3 separate regions of the Mus musculus genome follow, and all the other regions are linked to region 2. A link is a contact called in public HiChIP or PLAC-seq data. All regions are on one chromosome and are shown on one strand. Each heading gives the region's core, a stretch centred on a gene start, on an enhancer-like site or on the middle of the called end of the contact. The rest is flanking DNA. Distances are from core to core; before and after follow the strand shown. Region 1 holds the start of Fezf2 (Fez family zinc finger 2). Region 2 holds the start of Cadps (Ca2+-dependent secretion activator). Region 3 has its middle 130 kb from the start of Gm5087.

What was found. HiChIP or PLAC-seq counts read pairs in DNA pulled down with a chosen protein or histone mark.
Region 1: an H3K4me3 HiChIP or PLAC-seq map of embryonic stem cells shows a contact between it and region 2, with 5 times the contacts expected there. The contact joins the promoter of Fezf2 here to the promoter of Cadps in region 2. A contact is called at or near these places in 2 of 39 promoter capture datasets (both in embryonic stem cells), 10 of 484 Hi-C or Micro-C datasets (all in embryonic stem cells) and 4 of 115 datasets of contacts at active chromatin or transcription factors (all in embryonic stem cells).
Region 3: a contact with region 2 is called in an H3K4me3 HiChIP or PLAC-seq map of embryonic stem cells, with 17 read pairs. The contact joins the enhancer-like site here to the promoter of Cadps in region 2. A contact is called at or near these places in 6 of 39 promoter capture datasets (the 3T3-L1 cell line, 3T3-L1-derived adipocytes, embryonic stem cells and 1 more), 3 of 484 Hi-C or Micro-C datasets (all in embryonic stem cells), 7 of 115 datasets of contacts at active chromatin or transcription factors (astrocytes, embryonic stem cells, forebrain and 1 more) and 1 of 9 other capture datasets (pancreatic islet).

Annotation. Positions count from the first base shown.
Region 1 is chr14:12,343,204-12,347,173 of GRCm38.p6, forward strand. It overlaps Fezf2 (Fez family zinc finger 2), which reads right to left and starts at 2,662. Exons shown (of 5, transcript NM_080433.3): 1 at 2,384-2,662; 2 at 1,146-2,035; 3 at 715-849; 4 at 436-568. The coding sequence starts at 1,982.
Region 2 is chr14:12,821,322-12,824,839 of GRCm38.p6, forward strand. Cadps (Ca2+-dependent secretion activator) reads right to left here and starts at 1,758. Exons shown (of 31, transcript NM_001042617.1): 1 at 983-1,758. The coding sequence starts at 1,417.
Region 3 is chr14:13,148,176-13,152,074 of GRCm38.p6, forward strand. No RefSeq gene overlaps it. Among named protein-coding and RNA genes, the nearest start is that of Gm5087, 130 kb to the right of the region's middle. Within about 2 kb of position 1,591, at least 5 of the 459 cell types and tissues checked have an H3K27ac peak or open chromatin away from gene starts, as enhancers often do. A contact at or near this core is called in embryonic stem cells, where this site is marked.

The sequences.
Region 1 (3,970 bases), core at 1,412-3,911, 480 kb before region 2:
AAATTACATTTGAAATTGAGTAGAGTCCCAGGGTCTGGGAGCACTGGTGACCTGCCCCCAACCCCCAAACCTCTCAATCTTAAATTCTTCCTATAGGAAGATACTGCTTAGATTAAAAAAAAAAAAAAAAAGGAAGTAGTGCTTACAAAGGGAAGCCATACTCTCTATGTTTCCTTTTTGCCCCTTTCCTTAATTCTCAGCTCCAAAATTCAGTGCTCCCGAGAGTCAAGCCTGAATCCAGCGAGGTCTACCAACCCAGCCAGGAAAGCGTCTACCTCTGTCTGCACAACCCTATTCCAAAGAATTGCTGCGCCCTAGCCTGCGGCTTTTGTGCTGCCTCTACCACACTCACCTCATTCTCAGCACACTCCCCCTCCCCTGCGACCCTCTGAACCCTAAAGATGAGATGAGGGAGTGCCTAGCTTAGTACCTTACCTTTTTGGTGAAAGCCTTTGCCACAAAACTCGCAGACGAAGGGCTTGTAGCCCGCGTGGATGCGGATGTGCGTGTTGAGCGTGGAGCTGCGATTGAAGGCTTTGCCGCACTGGTTACACTTATGTGGTTTTTCCTGCGAAGAGGGGCGTGCGTACAGTAAGGCTGAGACCTAGGCAAGGGACAGTAGAGCCCCCCACCAAGGTTAAGGAGAATCCAATACTACCGCTCAGACTAGGGCAGTGATGTTCGCCGACTGGGCCTGATCTAGGGGCCACGTACCTGGGTATGGATAATTTTGTGTCTGCAGAGAGTGCTGGCCTGGCGGAAGCCTTTGCCACAGACTTTGCACACAAACGGTCTAGCTCCGGTGTGGACAGGCATGTGGCGGGTGAGGTTATAGTGAGCATTGAACACCTATGGAAGGATGAGAGCGGAACTTAGGCTGAGTCTGCCAAGGGCCTAGAATCAGGCCCGGAGGCTACAATTTACCTCCCTTAACCAACCATCCCATCTGAAGCCAGCAAGTCCTTTTGTCAACTGTGTGGCGATTTTACAGCCCCATTTTACAGAATAGGAAACTGAGGCTCAACTGAGCATCGAACGGAGCGCGCAGCTATTGGGAAGCTCCTCTGCTTGAGAGAAAGGTGTACAAGGCAGCCCAAGAAAGTCAGGGGCTACTAGCTCCCTCCCCCCAGAACCGTAGGCCTCACCTTGCCGCACACTTCGCAGGTGAAGTTTTTGGGTTTGCTGTCAGTAGAGCCCCCCGGTAGTTTGCTGTGGCTCTTGACTCCCCCTCGTTCAGCTGTCAAGGCCGAGTTCTCCTTCAGCACCTGCTCCAGTGGCGCATGCAAGCGCTCCTTATGGGGATAGGAAGCTGGGTGGGGGAACTTGTCCGCAGCCAGGCTGGCCAGTTTGGCGTTCTCCAGCAGAAAAAGCTTGGGGTGAGCAGCCAGGGAAGTGGGGGCCTGTGCGTTGAGGAGGCCGGATGGGAAAAGGTGGCCTCCGAGGAGCTCCGAAGGTGGGTAAGCGGTGGAGTCCAGGTAGTTGAAGTAGTAGAGAGAGCCGCTGGCAGGCAGCCCCACAGCCTGGTTGATGACCTGCGGTTTGATGACCCTGCCGGCGGGCAGCGCAGAAGGCGCGAGGCCCAGTTCGGCCTTGCAGCACACGCCACAGTTGGTTTTGCACAAGCCGCTGGCGCCGCACACTGGGGCCCCCCCGCCGCTGCCTCCTCCTCCACCGCCGCCCGCCCGGAGGCTGCTCTTCCAGAACTCCGAGTAACTGAGCAGCGTCTTGGACGGCACCTCGTAGCCTAGAGGCTGGAGAGGGATCATACAGGGCAGCGGCGAGCAGAGGTTGAGCAGTTTCTTGCTCTGGCTGCTGTCTGCCTCTAACGCAGCAGGCCGGGGCTCGAAAGGCGCTCGGGGCTCGGACGTCTTGGCCATGATGCGCTCGATAGAGAAAGCTAGTGTTTTAGAAGTGGCCGGTGACGCTCCAGCGCGCGGGCAGGCCGGGGGCACCATGGTCTCCAGGGAAGCTGAGCTGGCCATGGCGCGCCAAGCTGGGCCAGGCTGGGCCAGGGCACAGCCTCTCTCCTCTAAGTCTGCATTCCGGAAAAGGCAGGGGGGAAACCGCAATTTAATAAGCACCTAGTCGGCCCGGTCACCCATTTGCATTCAAATGAACAGAAGCAGAACAAAGTGCACCCAAGGGTACCAAATTACCGCCCATTAACCCGGCGCGCAAAGGAACCCACCAGCTATTGCCCTGGGACTATGAAAGGGGGAAGAAGGGGGAGGCTGTACAAAGGAAAGGAGAAGGGGTAGAAGAAAGGAGTCTCAAATTAACACTCCCAGCCCTTCCCTGGACCCAGGCCTTCGCCACGCGTGCTGGGAACTGGGCACTGAAAGAGCAAAGTTAAAGAGGGCCGGAAGAACCACCTCGCTTTTACCTCTTTCCCCCACCGCCAAGGAGATGCGTTCCGAGCCATGCAGCGTGTCTCTTCTGTCACATTTTGATGGCAAACATCTTCCCCTCCGCGTGAGATCACTGTCTTTTACATTCAGCTGACATCACATGAAGTCACTTGAAGTGGAATGACATGGGCGGCGGCGCGACTCCCGTTGAGGACCCTGCGTTCCCCCGCGCCTGCCGGCCGCCGCCACCGCCCCTCAAACTTTAAAGGAGGCAACTAGCGCCCGCGCTCCCTTCGGGAAAGTGCGAGCGGTTTGCGAATCGGGAAGGAGGGAAGAGAGGGAGGGGGGAGGGGGAAGAATCGTGATGGTTTTGCCGGTGGAAGGAGGTGGGGGCCGCCCAAACCCAAACCTAGGCAGAGTTCCTTGGGTGATTCACAACTTTGGGGGGCCTACAGTTTTAGGGTACGCGGGGAAGGCGGGGTGTCCCCGACGCGCTACCTCAAAGGGCCCCTGGTGTCCGTCTAATCACCAAAGTATCCCTTAGCCCTGCGCAGCCGAACTGGGCACCGTGCTAATAAACTGCCATTTACCTACGGAGCCAGCGCCAGCCCCGAACACGCGCAAATGATAATTACCTCATTAGGATGTGGCGCATGGACGCGGGCGTCGCGTTTGGAGGGGGGAACTTGTTAATGGGGAAATATTAATTTATGCAAAAGCAACGAGCTCGCCTTGGCTGGCGTCGGAGGTCGAGAGAGAGCTCCCCGCCGCCTAAGGACGACCTCGAAGAGTCCGGGAGGGCAGGCGGCGTGCCGGGGTCCTGGGGACCTGGGGAAGGGTGGGTGCGCCTGCAGCTCTCTGGCCCACTTTTTCAGTAGGGCTGGGGGATTCTTGCCCTGAGAGGCCTAGGGCTCTTTGAGAAGCTAATCGATCCGAATTGCTGATTTGTGATCGGGTTTGAGAGGCAAAGGCAGGCTCTGCGCCTGGTTTAGGGCTGCGTGCGGGGAGGATTCGGAGGGCAGCTCTCCCGCTGTTGGGTACTTACTGTTTGTATAATTGAGAAGGTCCAATCTCCACCTGTTTAAGGAGCAGATTGAAACAGCAGAACCTCCCCTGGATCCTATTAAAACGTTTTTCCTCCTAAGGCCATTCAGTCGAACCAATTTTCCGAAGTGATTCATAGAGCTGAATTCTGCCAAGGCAGCTCTTTCACTTTTAGCCACTAAAGCACCGCGTGGAACCGGGTTTTGTGTTTTTCTAAAATAAAAAGAAGGATTATCAGAGGGGAGAAGGAGGGGGTCTGAAGGGGGGCGGGCAAAGACTTAGTGTGGCCAGAGGTACAAGCAGAGGGAAGAAAAGGCTCTTTTCTAGACAGGCCCCAAGTAAGTTCGGAGGAATTCAGCGTTTTTGTGCCGGGCGCACAAAAGCAGAGCGCTCGGCGCTGGGTTTGGAGGGGCTGAATTCATGTTTGCAGACCATTCCACCTGCGTATCACAACAAACTGCTCAAAGAAGCTCCAGCACTTTCAACAGGCCGGGTGCTCTTGGTGACAACAAAAGTGGTCGAGGCTGAGGGTTCTTATGGGGGGGGGGGGGCTAGCTAGAGAAGGAGAGAATTAGGTT
Region 2 (3,518 bases), core at 508-3,007:
CCCCTGGTGACCTCACCTCCCTTTTGTCCTTTCTCGGGTTGGAGATAGTAATGCCCCACCCCCCACCCCCCCATCAAAAGTAGCTCAAAGCCAGCATGGCCTTGCCTCTGCCTCAGACACAAAAAGCTTTTTATGACTATAACTGAGAAGCTGTTTGCAGCTGCACTTTTATCAATCCAGTAACAAGAGGACTTGGAGAGCCTCAGCGAAGCCAGAAGGTGGCGGCGAAGTCACCTTGGGAGGAGAAGATGGTCAAAGGAGGGTATGAGAGAAGTGCTAACCCCAGGCACAGGGACCCACTAGGCGCGCCCCTGCTCTGGGATCCATGAAGAAGGGGAAAAGGATTGGAGGGACTACTGGCAAGAGGAAAACGCTGCTGCAGGACGACCCCTAGGTTACCCTAGGTGGCGATCAGCTGACCAGGTTGGGAGGGGGCGCCCTTGGCTAAGTCACTGGAAAACTCGCTTCCTGGGCTGGCTTTTTTTTTTTTCTCCCCTGCGTGCCCCTGCGGCTGCCCGCTGCCCCAAGAGTCCAGCGATGCTAGAGCTCCACACCCGCGCCCTGACCTGCCAGGAGCCTGCGCCCGCCTAGTGCACGCCCCGGAGGGCGGGCCAGAGCGCAACGCAGCCGCCGCCACTCGGGAGCGCAGGGAGCTCCGAAAGAGACAAGGCCTCTGTGAGAGCTGCCAGCTGCAAGTCACTTCCCGCGCCACTTAGGTCACAGAGCGAGCGGGACTTTCCCGCCTGGCTCCCCCCACAGGGAGGCCCGTGCGCGCAGCCCTGTGCCGTAGGCCCCTGTCACATCCCAGGGACATCTCCCGAGTCAAGCTGGGCGGTGGCAAGACGGGGCCCCTAATCCCAGGGCGCGGTCTTCACCTTCCCCAGCTCCTCCTAGCCAGCTGCGCCGCGGGTTCCTATTGTTCGCCCCGCCCGCTTGCCGGGCGACAATAAGGCGCCGCTCCCCGGCCTCGCGGCGCACCTACCTTCTGCTGCCGCCGAGCCATGTCGGTGGGCTGCTTGGCGTTGAAGGGGTAGGCGATGCAGCGCATCACGAACACGTACAGCTGCAGCCTCTTCTTCCTCTCTTCCTCCTCCTTCTGCAGCCTCTCCAACTCTTCCTTCTCCTTCTCGCTCACCACCGACGGGCTAGGGCTGGAAGGCCGGCCGCCGCCGGCGCGGCTGCTGGGCTGCAGCCCCCCGGCCCCGCCGCCGCTGCTCGCGCCGCTACCCCCACCGCCGCCGGCGCCCACCCCGGCCCCGGCGCCACTGCCCCCCATCCCGGCGCTGCCTGCCGAGCCCTCGCTGGTGCGGCTGGGAGACAGGCGCGCTCCAGACGCGGCCGAGCCCAGCACATCCTTGCCCCTCTCCTCTTCCAGGATCTCATCTGACTCCTCTTCGCTGGACGAAGGGTCCAGCATGGTAGCGCCTGGGAGAGGGGGGTCCCCGGAGCCCCCGCCTTGGGGTGCAAAAGGTGGGGGGCGCTGGAGGCAGCCAAGGGTCGGCTGTCCGGGTAGGCGCTTCTTCCTAGGTCAGGGAGAGCGAGCGCTGCTGCTCAGCTTCGGCCGCCGCGACTGCTTCCTCCGCCCGGCGAGCGCGAGCTGAGCGCAGACCCAGGAGCGCGAGGGGAGGAGGAGAAGGGAGAGGTGCGTGTGTGCACCCGAGGTGGGCAAGGGCGAGAATCAATTGCGAGCCCGGAGCCCGCAGCCGGATGCCATCTGCAGCCGCTGAAGAAGGCGCCTCCAGAAAAGATGCCGAGTGTTGCAAGCTGTCGATGCAGCCAAGAGCAGGAGAGGCATCTTGCCGATTGGGGAGCGAGCGGCGCTTACGTGTTTATTGGCTTAACTCTCCAGTGTCCGCGGCGGAGAGGGCGACTGCAAAGGCCTAGAGGGGGGAAGTGCGGTGCGCCCCAAAAGAGCTTCACTACTTTTGACCCTCATGCCCCCCAGTCTTCCTTGCCCCCTGTCCTATTTAGACCACTTCTCTTTACCTCGTCCTCTTTTCCCCTCCCGGGGACAAAAAGTTTTTTTTTTTCCCTCCAGGGGTGGGGAGGGAAAATAAAGAAGCCAATGGTAGCTTCTGACCAGCAAAAACCAGGCTTTCTGCAGGCGTCCAAAGGTCACAGAAAGAGGAATTCAGTGAGATGTTACCTTCAGACTTCTCAACTGGGGTGTGGTGGCTGGGAGGGAGCAGTGGGAAGGGGAGGCAGTGTGTGTTTTTTTTTTTTTTTCCATCTGTGTAAACCTCTATTCCAACAATCAATACCACTGTAAAATACAAATGCATCAAATCAGAGTGAATTAATGTATGGATCATGAAGTTCGGCTATTTAAGTAGAAATCAAACGTCCCCAACTCCAAGTCAGTGAAGCTTTTTTCAGTCTCTAGAAGTCCGTGTATTTTCTGCTGAACCTTGCCAGGTTTCTGGCTGTTCAGCCCTTCCTTCCTCCATGAAGATCTGAGGGAAGGAACAGGAACCACACACACCAAATCAGACACCCCCCAAACTCGGCAGCAGCAATTTCGAATTTACTGTCTCTGTTACACTGTCTTTACTTTGAGTTGTGGAATTGTCATTATTAATATAAATGATGTCATTATTAATACAGATGATGCCTTTATTCTGGAATCCTTCCTTTCTTAAGCCAACAGGGACCAGAAGGCACGGGGGAGCTGGCCAGCGTGCTGAACCTAACCAGAGAATTTAGATGCATCAGAAAACCAGTTAAAGACCTAGTCTTCAGCTTGTATGCTCGCATATTTTCTAATTCCCTTATCAGCTGCTTTTTATAAATGAGTAGCATGACTTTAAATTTTAAATAACAACTGTTGTTCTGTGTTTTACAATCTACCACGAGTTTTACTATAAGCTTTCTGGTAAACCTGATTAAATATGTGAATGAACTCAAAGCAAAATGTATCTGTACTTCACTCCAAAAATTTCTCTTCATTTTTTGAATTAAGTAATATATTCACTGCTAGTATTTGGTTTTTATCATACATAAAAGATAAAGCTTTTATGGCCTTTATTTTTTAATGGCCCACTTTTTAAAATTCATTTAACATTTTAAAATTGAACAGTGTGAAAACTTTGACAGTCTACCAGTTCTATTAAACTCTTCTGAGGAAATAAAACATGTTTACCAGTTTGTCTGGAGCAGAAAACTATGGTAATCCAGTCAGTGGATCAACAGCTGTTAGTAAGCTTTTTGTTGTTGTTGTTGTTGTTTTGGTTTTTTTTTTGTTTTTTGGTTTTTGGTTTTTGGTTGTTTTTTTTTTTTTTTGTTAATGAACTGCTCTAAGTGCTTCTGGACATGGAACATTCAGAAGATTCTCACAAGAGTATATTCTCCTTTGGGAGACACAAAGAAGTGCGGCACGTTTATTTCGAACATAATGTCAACAAATCTAGGTTTGTAAATGGAAAAAGGTTCTCATGAATAAAGCAAATTGGGATATAGTGAACTATATTATCAAATAAGAGAATGAAACTTTCAAGAGGGAACATGGGGAATGGATATTG
Region 3 (3,899 bases), core at 341-2,840, 330 kb after region 2:
AAGGGGAATAAAACTGCACCCCAGTGGAATTCTGCCTTTGATCTCTAAATGGTGCTATTGAGAGGACAGCTAGCTAGAGAAGTATGGACCAGAGAAACAGTCAAGCACTGCTGACAAACTGCAAAAGAGCCATCCACTCATGCCCCTGATACACTGCCACGTTAGGATTGGTGGGAGGTGGGGAGCTTTCTCTTTAGGTCGTGATCAATCTTCTCAGTCCTCTTCAAGACAACCGTACCAAAGTTGCTAATTCTGTATACCAGAGGGGAGGGCACACTTCCCAGAGAAATTCAGGTTGCAGGCCACAGGTTTCTCTTCCCAGAGAAATTCAGGTTTATGGCCACAACAAATGGTAGCACTTTCTCTGCCCTTCTCCCCTCTCATCCCTTTCTTCTTCCTTCCTCCTTTCCTAAGAACTGCATTAAAAGTGCAAAACATGGTGGCTTTTCGAGGTCATGGTTAGGTTCTACCAGACATGCAGCTTGAAAGCAAACAGTTCCATGTCAGATGATTTGCCTTTCCCAGTCAGCATGCTGGGTAAAGTTCTGCACTTCTCTGTTGCTGCCTTCTGGTGGTCATCCACATTTCTCTCCTTAACTTTATTTTATGATTGAATTGAGGGAAATTGATCTGAGTTGAAACACTTTCTAGCTTCCTGTAGTTAAACTTTTTTTCTGTCCCAAGCAACAGTGGGGCTGCCTTTTATTTGATAAAGCTGAGAACTAAAGTGTTGCGGATAGCCCTGGGGCTAATTATATTTGATGTTAATTTCGTTCTCCTGTGAGTGGCTTCAAACAAAGAACAACAAATAAGTCAGCACTCAGGTGATTTCCTATAAACCTGCTTCCCACCTCAATTTGTAAAATAAAGGAGAGCTAACGATTGGGCAGATAAAAGGGAAGGTGGAAGAGGGAAGAAGGAGAAAATGGAAGAGGAAAAGGATTCAGAGAAGGAAGAAGAAAAAAGAGCAGAGCAGAAGCACATGGCAAGTTCTAAGGGGTTGCACAGATGTGGAAGATGGTAGTATAGCAGTAGATCTGCCCAATCTAGGCAGTTAATATATAATCACATTAACTGAGTTGTGTTTTCATTGCCAGGGCATATTTGGGATGGAGAGATTTACTGCAAAACTGAAGGACCATGCTTTGTCCTTGGGAGAGCTGCCTTAGGAGCTTTTGACAGTTTAAAATTAAGTGGCAGCATTTACAAGCTGCCCTTGACCCTGTCCCATAATATCTCTTGGCCTTAATTTCCCCATTTGTGAAGTGTTGCTAAGTACCTTGCCCCAGGGAAGTGAAATGGTGCCATCTGAACACAGTGCATCTGAATACAGTGCTTGATACCATTTTAAGAGTCTGTAGTTATGATTGTCATTACTATCATTGCATAGAGCCAGAAGTTTGGATTCAACTTGTGACAACACATCCTGTGCTGGTAGGAGCTGTAATGAAGAATACAAAAGCACCAGCTGAAAATCAGCTTAAATTAACTTCTGAATAAAGTGAAAGTGGGTTATTATGGTGATGGGAGCAAGGCTGACCTGGGAGGGCATAGCCAGTCTGAATAAAGGTTTTGACAATTTTCTCCAGTGATCTGTGCTTGAGAAAAGAAGAAAGCACTAGCATCTTAATGACAATACTTTCCCCCTAAAGCATCAACCTTAGTATTGTCTAACTTTGTCAGGTGACCAATGTGACCACACCCATCAAGAGGTAAGGTTAAGAAAGAGAAACCAGTCTTTGTAGGCTATAGGAAAAAATGATACACAGCCAGCTAGCTCTTTAAAGTCTATTGTACGTGTTACATTCAGAGACAGGCAAACAGTGCTGTTTAAAGCTGTTTGGATTTAGGGTTGGGCTCTTGATACCAGATTTGAACCCAAAGCCTCATCATCAAAGTAGGTGCTATACTATGGAGCTAGATCATTAGCCCAACTATTTGGATGTTTAATTAGTCCTTACTTTTGTCTAGTGATTTTCCATTCATTTTCTTTTATTCATTTAAGATACTCAACTATTCTAAAAGTATTTTAACATCTGTTCCATTGCTTACCCCATGGATATGTTGTGAGACAGCTACTGAGGGGAGGCTTGAGAAATGAAATAATAAGGATGTTACCCGGTTTGCTCACAGAGGCAGTCTTCTACAAAGCCACTGTTCACTGTCAGTGTGGTCTCTAAATTTCTAGAAATTAAAGAAAAGAATTATGCCAATCCTCTGGAATTTAAATTTGTGTTCTGTTTTGTTTTACCTAGTAATCAACACCTGAAAATTCTTTGACTGTTACGGCCATGTGTGTATTTTAATTTTGCTGAAGCACAAGTCTGAATTGCCAAAAGGCTCTCTTGTGGAAGTTTGCATACCATGCATCGTAGGTCAGTAATGTTCACTAGGACTTTAGAAGTATATTGCTGCCAGATATACCATGATACCATGGTAACAAAAATGATTTTTCCAGCCTGGCACCTGTACTTCATTTTTCAGTAAGAGTTCCTTGGGCTTGCTTTGGGTTTAGTACCCTACACATTAGATGGTGTCTCAGTAGTGTGAAGCTATGAAGCTTAGCTCTCAATGGAAAGTATCTGGGTGTCTCACCCAAGTTCACTCAGTTTCTCTCTTCAATGAGTTTTCATCTGGAAGTGAGACACACATTGACTGAAAATGGTGAGTGAACACTTAGCTTATCCCGGAAATACTGCAAATACTCTCTGTTCATTCTCATGGTTGCCAGAGAAGTTTGCTAAACTTTTCTCAGTACTAAGTACTTGAGAGTGTGAGTCCTTGCCTCAGCCACTTAATTGCTACTGTAATGACAGTGGGCACTTCCACACAGGCTCATTGAATTTGCTTGTGTTCCATAAGATGTGGACAGGCAAAATTTCACTTTGGGCTACAGTCTACAAAACTGTAGTTTTACAGATTCAGAGGTGGTTTGGCTCCTGCTCTTTACTAGATATTTTCAACTTTTCTTCTTGTTCTAAGATTCCTGTTTCCCAAGTGATTACTTGGTATGTCTTGTGCATCCACCACTTATGACTGACACCCAAGAGCGCTTACTGAAAGTGAGATTCTTGGCTCTCAAGTGAGTCAATATGAGTGTCTACATGTAGCAATGCATCTTCTCTGTGATGCCCATTAATATATAAAAGAAAAGGTGGGAAGCTTTAACTTTTTCAAACTTATTTATTTTATTTTCTGTGTATGAGTATTCTTCCTGTATCTATGTATGCATGTGTACCACCTGTGTACTTGGTACCCAAGGAAATCATAAGGTTGCCAAGGACAAGCCTCTGCTTGAAGACAGATTACTGAGAGAAGGGTGTTGCAGTAAATCTTCTCCCAAATATGCCCCTGCAATGAAAACACAGTTAATATGATCACATGCTGTGCACCTAGATTGGGCAAATCTAAGGCTACACTACCATCTTCCACATCTGAGACCCCTTAGAACTTGCAGTTTCTCCAAGCCATGTGCATGTGCTTCTGCTCCACCTTCCCTTTTATCTGCCCAATCATCAGCTCTCCTTTATTTTACAAATTAAGGTGGGAAGCAGGTTTACAGGAAATCACCTGAGCACTGACTCACCCCTTATTTGTAGCTACTTACAGGAGAATAGAATTAACATCAAACATAATTAGCCCCAGGGCTATCCACAACAAAGGAGTGGTTTTTTTTTTTTTTTTTTTTGGTTTTTTGTTTTTGTTTTGTTTTGTTTTGTTTTGTTTTGAGAGCAAGGGGGTTGGGGAGTGACTTGAAGTCAAATCATGGAGTACAAGCTGTCAGCCTATGTTCTGCTTGAGACAGCTTTCCAAATAACCCTATGCTCCAGACCATTCTCGCTTTCACTTCTGAAAAAACTCTCTGTATAGCTAATCTCTTGCAGATCAAAAGACCACTC